Regions from separate parts of the Hordeum vulgare genome. Here region 2 is linked to region 1. A link is a contact called in public Hi-C data. All regions are on one chromosome and are shown on one strand. The core of a region is the stretch at or near the end of the contact, and the rest is flanking DNA. Distances in the headings are between cores, read along the strand shown.

What was found. A called contact is a pair of places that touch in the nucleus more often than the background predicts.
Region 2: a contact with region 1 is called in a Hi-C map of seedling, with 2.8 times the contacts expected there. The contact joins the promoter of LOC123437459 here to the enhancer-like site in region 1. A contact is called at or near these places in 2 of 6 Hi-C or Micro-C datasets (leaf and seedling).

The regions. Positions count from the first base shown.
Region 1 is chr1H:365,181,990-365,187,291 of MorexV3_pseudomolecules_assembly, reverse strand. No RefSeq gene overlaps it. Among protein-coding and RNA genes, the nearest start is that of LOC123411171, 74 kb to the left of the region's middle. Within about 2 kb of position 1,306, at least 3 of the 3 cell types and tissues checked have open chromatin away from gene starts, as enhancers often do. A contact at or near this core is called in leaf and seedling, where this site is marked.
Region 2 is chr1H:365,550,206-365,555,479 of MorexV3_pseudomolecules_assembly, reverse strand. LOC123437459 (probable protein phosphatase 2C 47) reads right to left here and starts at 2,218. Exons shown (of 5, transcript XM_045115711.1): 1 at 1,992-2,218; 2 at 1,283-1,463; 3 at 1,001-1,198; 4 at 120-325. The coding sequence starts at 1,435.

The DNA.
Region 1 (5,302 bases), core at 57-2,556:
GCTCACGTTAGCAAGGGAAAAAACATCAAGGCTCATCACCCTGCACGCCTAGCTTTGAAAGTACAGAAGATATATGTACTGTTTAGTTGCTTATTATGGATTCAGTGCTTTGTTCAATCAGGGAAACTCTCTCCGTATCCAGCGTGCTTCCTTTCCCGCTTATCTGTGTAAAATGTTTATAAGTTAATAATATCTTTATGTTAAAAAAATATATTAAAAAAGCACAACGGAGGAGCTCCCCACGCAGCTGCCTCGCGGCGTGCAATCCGCCGATCGCGTCGACGACTACCTCTGCATGCGTTACCTGCTCCGTCAGGACACGAGGATCCAAGACGAGAGAGCACGAGACGGACCATTCGTGCAATCTACAGTATATCCAAGACCCCGAGAAATCAAATCAAGCGCTGGCATGCCGAGGCAACACCCGCGGCTGCCGACTTGCCGGACGTGTCAAAGATGCAGCGTGCGTTGTCAGTGGAGCGGGGTACGTGCGTCCCGTTGCACCCGACCCAACGATTAATTTGGACGCTGTAGCATGCAGTGCCAGTGCCCACGGCCGGTGGATGCCTGACGACTGACGGCCCATCTGACTCCGATCGAGTCAAGGTTTCCGCGCCGCGTCGCCGGCCTTGGCCTTTTCTGGGTACGGCCGCCGCGTTTCCACCTTCTGCTTCCATCGTCGCCCTTCACTTCTCCTCAGTTCTCACCACTCAAGATCGGTGGAAAGCAGCTAGTATCACTTAATCAATAAGAAAATCCCATTGATTAAGAGGCACTACGCTCCCACTCCGTTTGCTTTGGAGTTAATCAGTGCCCCGGCCGGTGCGTGCTAGTAGCAGCCATGTTTCAAGGTCATGCTTTGGCAGATAATTATTGACTAATTAGACGTGTTCTAACTTGGGATTAAAACAAAAGCATGGTACTCCTAGACCTAGGGCACTGTTTTAGGCTGGTCCACTCGCTCCCGCTTCAAACTATCCATCCACTGTCGTCTGTCGCCGTCTATTGTCATCATCATCATGAACCCATGATTCATGCCCATGTTCCACGGCTGATTGTCATCATCGGATAATAATGCCGACAAACTTGGCGGTGGGGCGACGTGACCCTAATCCCCAGGAGCTGTTTGTCTCTTCTCAATCAACATAAATTAAACTTGCAATGCAGGTGAGCTGACCCGTCCTCCTTTGCCCCGGGACAAGAGAAATTCTTACTAACACTCAACCGCGGCACACGCATGAGCATGAGCATACAGTTGTAGGCGAGATCGTTCCACTTAAATCTGACAGTGATGGGCACGGTGTCGACGTCGACACGTCGTGTGTACGCCATGTGATGTGCTACGTCTACGCTGTAGTCCACGTACACATGCATCCAGCTGGGACCCGCATGCCATCCATTGATCGATCACATGCAGGATACCACGATATCTTTGGGTGAATGGATGGAGCGCCGTGGCCCGTGTGACATCAATGTTCGCATCGCATCAAAGACCAACATTGATACGTATCTCCGCTTGGAACATGAAGAAATTGCTTCTTGGGGGAAACAGTGGTCGGCTCCTCTTTTGCATAACAATTTCTTTGTTTTTACCTTTGTGAATTCTGAAATCGAACTCATTTAAAAAAAATTTAACCTGACCCTTTTTTACGACGTCAATATTTCTGACATCTCATTTGCATGAGAGATGCCAAGTCCCTGACGTTTGGTACGAGCCTGCATGATCGGCTGACCCATTGATTCTCTGACGTGGCAAAGGGTCAGACGCCGGGGATCCTGCGTCCGTCTTGTCTTGGACCAGACGTCAAGGACCCTGACGTGTGTTACCAAACATCAGGGACCTTGACGTCTGGTCCCAACAGATCACACAAATAATTTTTTTATAATATGTCCTATATCATCGAGGCGTAAATGTCTTTGGCGTTTGGTACCACACGTCAGGGTCCTTGTCGTCTGGCCCTTTCCCACATCAAAGAGTCAACAGGTCAATCGGTCATGCAATCTCGTACCAGACGTCAGGGACCTTGACATCTTCCATGCAAACCTGACGCTAAGGATGTTGGCGTCTCCAAAAGGTATTAGATTCACATTTTTTAAAAGTAAGGTCAATTTCGGAATTTGTTACGCCAAAAGGTCAAAACAAAAAATATATCCTCTTTCATAAGGGGACCAAAGAGTTCACGTAAGAGTGAAAGTATACTACACTAGAGTAGATGCACGTACCTCTTTTTTCTGAAATGATGGACACACGTACCTCTTTTTTCTAAATGAAGATGCGCGTACTGACAAACAGTAGAAAATTCGGTGGCACCAAAGAGAGCCTTAGCAAAATCTTGATACTCATTTAAAAAAATCTTTGAGGGCCATGCTTATTTTGATACTCGTGTTAAAATGGTTATGTGTATTCCTAATTGTTGGAGAGGCCGGAAAGTAAAAATTCTCTTGCAATTTTAGAGGACAGCCCCTCGAGGGCGAAGCCTAGGGGGAACTGGCAGCGGCGGGCATGTTTCTTTCGCCCCGGGTGCGCCTCGCCCGTGATTTGGGGATCTCACGGCGACTGATGGTGGTCCACGGGGCGCCGCTCGTGGCCTCTTGCTAGTGGAGTGGTAGGCCGTCGAGGAGGCATTGGTGCTTCGCGTCAAGGTGCCTCCTAGTGCGCTTGCTTAGGGGTACAGATTGGGGTGGCGCTCGATCTGTCGTTCATGGTGGCCTCAGGCGCCGTTCTACACCTTGCAGGACTGCACATAGGCAAACTGTGGGTGTGGCAGCGCGACATGCACGCGGCTGTGGTGGCGAAACGGGGGGCTTCAAAGTTCGTGATCAGATGTGGCGTGGACGATGTGTCCATGCTCGCGGCATGGCGGCGGCCCCGAGTGGAGGATCTGGTGCTGGCATGCTCGGCAGCGTAACGGCAAGTCGAGCGCATCTGACCATGGGGCGAGACGCAAGGGATTTGGAACCCAGTGCGCGGATCTGACGGTCGTGACAGCGGTTGCCATTGTTTGGACAATGATAGTGTTCGGAATATGCCCTAGAGGCAATGATAAAATAGTTATTATTATATTTCATGTTTCAAGATAATCGTTTATTATCCATGCTATAATTGTATTGAATGAAAGCATAGATACATGTGTGGATGTATAGAGAAAACAATGTCCCTAGTAAGCCTCTAGTTGACTAGCCAGTTGATCAAGGATGGTTAAGGTTTTCTGACCATATGCAAGTGTTGTCACTTGATGACTGGATCACATCATTAGGAGAATGATGTGATGTACAAGACCCAAATTATGAGCGTAGCATGTGATCGTGTCATTTTGTTGCTATTGTTTTCTGCGTGTCAAGTATTCATTCCTATGACTATGAGATCATGTAACTCACTGAAACCGGAGGAATACCTTGTGTGTATCAAACATCGCAACATTACTGGGTGACTATAAAGGTGCTCTACAGGTATCTCCTGAGGTGTCCGTTGAGTTAGCATGCATCAATACTGGGATTTGTCACTCCGTGTGACGGAGAGGTATCTCGGGGCCCACTCTCTAATACAACATCACATATAAGCCTTGCAAGCAATGTGCGTAAAGTGTTAGTCATGGGATCTTGTATTACGGAACGAGTAAAGAGACTTGCCGATAATGAGATCGAAATAGGTATAGAGATATCGACGATCAAATCTCGGGCAAGTAACATACCGAAGGACAAAGGGAATGGTATACGGGATTATATGAATCCTTGACACAAAGGTTCAACCGATAAGATCTTCGTAGAATATGTAGGATCCAATATGGACATCCAGGTCCTGCTATTGGATATTAACCGGGGAGTGTCTCAGGTCATGTCTACATAGTTCTCGAACCCGCAGGGTTTGCACACTTAAGGTTCGGTGACGTTTCGGTATAGTTGAGTTATAGGTGTTGGTGACCGAAGGTTGTCCGGAGTCCCGTATGAGATCAAGGATGTCACGGGGGTTTTCGGAATGGTCCGGAATCGAAGATTGATATATAGGATGGTTTCATTTGGTCACCATAAAGATTTCGGGCATTACCGGCAGTGTGCGGGGAGTGACGAATGGGTTCCAGATTTTCACCGGGAGGGGCCCACCCACCCGGGAGTGAGCCCAATAGTCCTAGGGTGGCGCACCAGCCCTTAGTGGGCTGGTGAGGCCATCCCAAGTGGGCTATGGCGCTACAAGAGAAAACCAAAAGAAAAGAAAAAAAAAGGGAGGTTAGAAGGGAGAGGAGGACTCCTTCCCGAAAACTAATTGGAGTTGGAGTCCTCCTCTCCACTTCGGTCGGCGCCCTAGGGGCTCCCTTGAGCCCCAAGGCTAGCCCCTCCCCTCCTCCTATATATACTAGAGGTTTTAGGGTTTTTTCGACACAACTTTGCCACGTGCAACTCAAACCTATACCTCGTAGTTCTACCTCTAGATCGGATTTCTGCGGAGCTCGGGCGAAGCCCTGCAGGAATAGATCATCACCATCACCAGCGCGCCATCACGCTGCCGGTGAACTCATCTACTTCCCTGTCTCTCTTGATGGATCAAGAAGGCAGAGATCGTCATCGAGTTGTATGTGTGCTGAACGCGGAGGTGCCGTCCGTTCGGTGCTAGATCGAGACGGATCGTGGGACGACGGTGATTTGAATCATGAAGTTTTACCACTACATCAACTGCATTTCTTAACGCTTCCCGTTGAGCGATCTACAAGGGTATGTGGATCAGATCTCCCTCTCGTAGATGAACATCACCATGATAGGTCTTCTGTGCGTAGGAATTTTTTTGTTTCCCATGCAACGTTCCCCAATAGTGGCATCATGAGCTAGGTTCATGCGTAGATGTAATCTCGAGTAGAACAGAAAGTTGTTGAGGGTGTTGATTTTCGATTTGCTACCCTCCTTAGTCTTTTCCTGATTCGGCGGTATTGTTGGATTGAAGCGGCCTGGACCAACATTACTCGTACGCTTACGAGAGATTGGTTTCATCGACTAACATGCAACTTGTTGCATAAAGATGACTGGCGGGTGCATGTTTCTTCAACTTTTGTTGAATTGGATTTGACCGAGGCGGTCCTTGGAGAGAGGTTAAATAGCAATTTTCACATCTCCGTTGTGTTTTTTGCGTAAGTAAGATGCGATCATAATAGATACCCATAGCAGCAACGTAAAACATGCAGCAACAAATTAGAGGAAGTCTAACTTGTTTTTGGAGGGTATGCTTGTGATGTGATATGGCCAAAGACATGATGTGATATATTGGATGTATGGGATGATCATGTTGTAATAGTTAATATCGACTTGCATGTTG
Region 2 (5,274 bases), core at 969-3,468, 370 kb before region 1:
TACCCGACTTATAAACCCAACCGGAGGGAGTACAATAACATTGACAGGTGTCTTCTTGGGATGCCATGTGTCAGTAAAATTAAAAGGTTTGGTACTAGCACCAAAACTTAGTAACTTACCTGCCAAAAATAAGGGCCGTCAATGCTGTGGTCCCCGAACTGCGGTCAAGAGAATGGGAATCCGCAATCGCGTGATCAGCCTTTAGAAATGCACTTCTGATTGCTTTCTCCATGCTGTTGGGGAAGTGACCATCTTCGATTATGAACTTCAGCAAGTTCTTCCGAACGAAACAGACTGCATCTGTACCACCATGACCATCAAACACCTGCAAATTATGTCAAGAAAATGTATTATTATACATCTGTTGTGCTAGGTAAAGTGACATGCCACCAAAATTACCCCCATAAAATGAACAATTCCTGCACTCAAGAACCAGCAAACATGCTTTCTATACAATGCATGGTTTTTCTTTAGTTTTTTTTTTCTTTGCTAAGCTGTGCCCTGTATTCTTTAGTTGAATACAGGGCACAGCTTAGCATAAAAAACTAATATAAAATTTCAAACCACAGTTTACTGTTTAAAAGAATTACTTGTCCTTCTCTTAACAGCATGATTGAAGAAACACACTTTTTGTTTGCAGGGGTTTTCATTGTACTAAAATATAAGAAATGAAACTAAAAGCATCTATCAATGCTCATACTGAACTGATTCACCTCAACGCAATCATTGAACCACACTAGTACAATCATTTCCACTATCATGCGTCCACAACCGATGTAATCATGGATTTCCAAGTTGAGCAAATGAACACACCTAGAAGCTATTATCACAACATTAGTGGTGGACATAAGTCACAATGGGTGGTATTATTATCACAGAGAAGTCGCAGCAGACTAAATCATTGATTCATAATGAGCACATGCATTGTTAAACAGTTAATGAGACAAGAACAGCAAGGAACCGCCGGATCGCAATTTATGGTAACTGTAATCCAACTCACCCCATAGAAGGCGCCTGGTGCAGGGATAGCAGGGGTACGCATTCCGAGGTGCTCAATGAGGCTGTCGATGCAAACATGCTCGTCCTCCATGTACGTCTTCGGCCCGATATTGGCATAGCTCCCAGACCGGTAGACCGGCAGGAAGCTGGGACGGATCTCTGTGGGTGAGATCAAGCTCAGCGTCCCCGAATCCAAGCCCTGCAAGAAAACAAAAGAGAAGCACCGTAGTAGTTTGAGGAAATGGCCGGGCAATGAGCCGGAGGGGATAGTCAGTGTGGTTACCAGGTCTGTGGAGGCCGCGGCTATGCGCGCACTGCTGGCGCAGTGGCGTATGGCCGTGAGCTGGTGACGCGGCGGCTTGCGGGCCATGGGGCTACCGGTGGCGCCGCCGCCGCCGCTACTGGGTGGGGTCTCCGGCTCGACGCCTCCGCTCATGATGTCTGGTGCTCTTGGCTACTCTGTTCTGTTGGTGATCAGAGACAGTACAGGAAACGAAGAACATTTTTTGAGTTAAAAAAGATGCAACTTTCCGCTCCTGAAAGCTAGGAACGATTTGAGAATAGGAACATTTTCAGATTGCTGAGAGATTAAAAACAGTCCTTCCAATCGGCCATGATTGGAGCCGTACCAATTACGCCGCCATAATAATATTAATATCCAAATCGAGCGGAAAAAGGAACATCCACAGCGTCAATAACAGGAAAGAATTGAAATCTGCTCCCCTCCCGCCCGTGCAATGATTGGAACCAATATCCGCGCCGGGAACCGGAACGGCGCCATTTCCGCCGCCCCGGGACCTCCGCCGGCGCAGAGCAGCAAGACAAATCCCTCTTCCAGCACTGCCCCAGCAGCCGACCAAGAACGATCCGATTTCCCCCCTAGCGACCACGACGAATCCGCCCACCCGCCCATCCATCCATCAGGACGAACGAATGAACCGGAGATGCAGAGTTGCAGACAATACATATCAGATCAGGGGGGTAGCGCTCACCACCGGAGAAGGGCCGTCGCCGCAGCCGCGCCGCGCGATGCGTTGGGTAGGTGGAGGAGGAGGAGGGGGGAGCTGGTGGCGAGGATGGGGGAGGAGCGTGCAGGAGGTGGTGGAGGGGGGAGGAGGAGCTCGTGGCGGATTTGGGGATGGGACGGGGGCGGGGCGAGGAGGGAGAGGGGGCTGGTCTTTGGGGGCGGGCGGGCGGGCGAGATGGTTCGTGTGATCCCATCTGCGGCGCAGCTGTGCACGGCTGGATGTGGGTGGGGTGCGGCTCCGGTGTGCATTCCGTGTCTCTGTCGGGTCCGCCCGTCCGTCCCTTCCTTCCCTCGCTTTTTGCGTGCATAAAATAATGCCCGTCTAGTGCTTGGACCTTTTCGCCCCCTTTCCCTGCTGTCTTAGATTTTTTCTTGTCTGTACTGCCACTACTTCTTATCGAGATCAAACCTGTATGTGACTCTGCCAATGCATCATCGCATCATCTCTTAGCATGTACTTCTCCAATTTTTTAGTCTGTATATAAGCTTTGGTCAAAGTCAAGCTTTGTAAAATTTAACTAATTTTATATTAAAAAATATCAACATTCACAACATGAAATCAATATTATCGGATGCACCACGAGATGTATTTTCATACTATGTAATTTTAGTATACTAGATATTCATATTTTTTGATATAAATTTGGTCAAACTTTATGTTGTTTGACTTTAAGTAAACCTTATACGCGGAGTAAACAGAAACAGAGGGAGTACTCCCTTCGTTCCTAAATATAATTCTTTTAAAAGATTTCACTAGGAGATCACATACGAAATAAAATGAATGAATCTACACTCTAAAGTATGTCTATATACATCTGTATGTAGACCCCTAGTAGAATCTCTAGAAAGACTTATATTTAGAAACAGACGGAGTAATTATATACGTAATAAAAACATAAGGTTACTTCCAATGCTTCACCTTATACAGGTGCTAAGGCTGCTACATAGGCAAAAACACTGATGTGGCAAGCTAATTAATAGGAGAGAGATGAGTGTAGTGATCCACAAAGAAACAATGTTAAGCGCGTGAACCTAGGTAAAACAATTAAATGAAAGAAATGCACCAATGCATGCACAACTTTAGTTGCAAAAGCATTAAATAAGGAGGCTTAGCTACGATAAGCTAAGCAACTATGCATTGGGGGCTTTAGTTGCTAAATTATTTAATATGCTTACCACCTTATCTTAGCACCAATGCATTGGAAGTGGCCTAAGAAACAACTAGTACAATGCAATGTATCTTATGTATTGTATGTAATTTAATGATTTGTGGCTCATGCATGCATGTGATTGGGTTAGCACCTCTTTTTTACCTATGGTCATGTTTGGATACTCTAACTCGGTTAGAGGTTAGGGTAAGATTCTAACCCTAGACTAATTTTAAACTAACTCTAACCAAAGAGGTGTTTGGGTGACACAGTTAGATTGCCAATAAAAGCACTTTTTCAATCATTTGGCTCCTTTAACAAGAATTTGGTGTGGTGGAGGTAGAGGGAAAAGTAACTTTTTCTCGGCCCCACCTAACTCTAACCCAAACAAGCATCTCTTGGATGGGTTAGTTTTTGTGGATGGGCTAGATGAAGATGCATCTAACCAACTCTAACCCTCCTGTTTGGATGTTTTAGGGTTAGTTTGGACCAATCTAATCAACTCTAACTCTAACCCATGGATCCAAACAGGGCCTATGACCACGTGTCAAGGTTGTATGTTAGCTAAGATACAACCTCACTATCTCTCTTCATTAAATAAAGTGCCACATAAGAAAAATGCATATGAAACCGCACTAAGAGACCTGCATTGGCTCAGGCCTAATGCTTCACTAGAAAAATATCTTTTAGAAGTTTTTTCTCGTGAAACTTCCTACCTATTATTCATTATTAAGCGTCGGAAATGGTACAAATTACATTCATGTTCGTAAACCATCAAAAATGGTAGAACGAGCTGAAAACGCATCGTTGTTATCGCTCCTCTCTCATCAAATCCAAAAAACATTTTTATAATAAATAGACAAGAAGTCACCATGCTAAAGGTCCCAAAAGGCGGATGCATTAGAGCAGTTGTCGTTGGTCACCTCGCCGATGAAAGAAACGTAGAATGAATGGATCCAATTAATAGACACACAAACGCAAACAAACGAACACCGCATCCAGGTAAATCCATCAAAGACAAACACCTATCATATCGAGTGAGATCCGTTGAAGACGCACCTTCACATGCCCTCTGATGATGTTGGATGCACCGCTGGGACAACAGTTAGACAAAGAGAAACTTGTTCCATCCTCAAGGAGTTGTCATCGTTGTCCCGTCTTCATGAGAAGGACACAAAACCTAAACTATAAATCATATGAAAACGAAGCAGAATCCCTTCCGACAACATGAACCAAGGTCCACCTAAGGTCACAAAAGAATAGGTAGATCATAGACGACACCAATGAAAGATGAGTGTAGAGGAATAGGATGCAACTCTCGATGTATTGATCGGGTTGAAAGATGAGTGTAGAGGAATATGATGCAACTCTCAATGTATTGATCATGTGCAAGCACATTTATATATGATGTACAAGGTGGGACAGAGCCTCAACTATACAAGAAACTAGGAGGTGGGGCAGGTATACAAGATACATGCGAGATATACTCAATCCCCCAGTCGAAGCGTCATCGATGTTGACGCAAAGACTGGATCAGAAATCTTCAAACGACGCCGTAGGCAAGCCCTTGGTCATGATATCTGCAAATTGTTGGGAAGTAGGGACGTGTAAAACACGGACATGGCCAAGGGCTACCTGTTCCCGAACAAAGTGAATATCCATCTCAATATGTTTGCTCCGATGATGATGAAAGGGGTTGGCGGAGAGGTAGATGGCATACACGTTGTTGCAGTACACCACCGTGGCCTTATCAACAAGACATGAGAGCTCGAGAAGTAACTGGCGAAGCCACGAGCACTCGGCGATGACATTGGCTACGGCACGATACTCGACATCCGCACTGGAACGGGAGACTATAGGCTCTCGCTTGGACGACCAAGAGATGAGTGATGGTCCAAGGAAGACATAATATCCCGAGGTGGAGCGGCGAGTGTCGGGGTAGCCAACCTAGTCGGCATCCGAGTAGGTAGTGATGTCAGTGGCGATGGAGGCGTTCAACGTGATGCCAATATCCATAGACCCCCCTAATGTACCAAAGAATCTACTTCATCGCAGTCTAGTGAGCATCCCGAGGGGCATGCATATGAAGTCACACCTGTT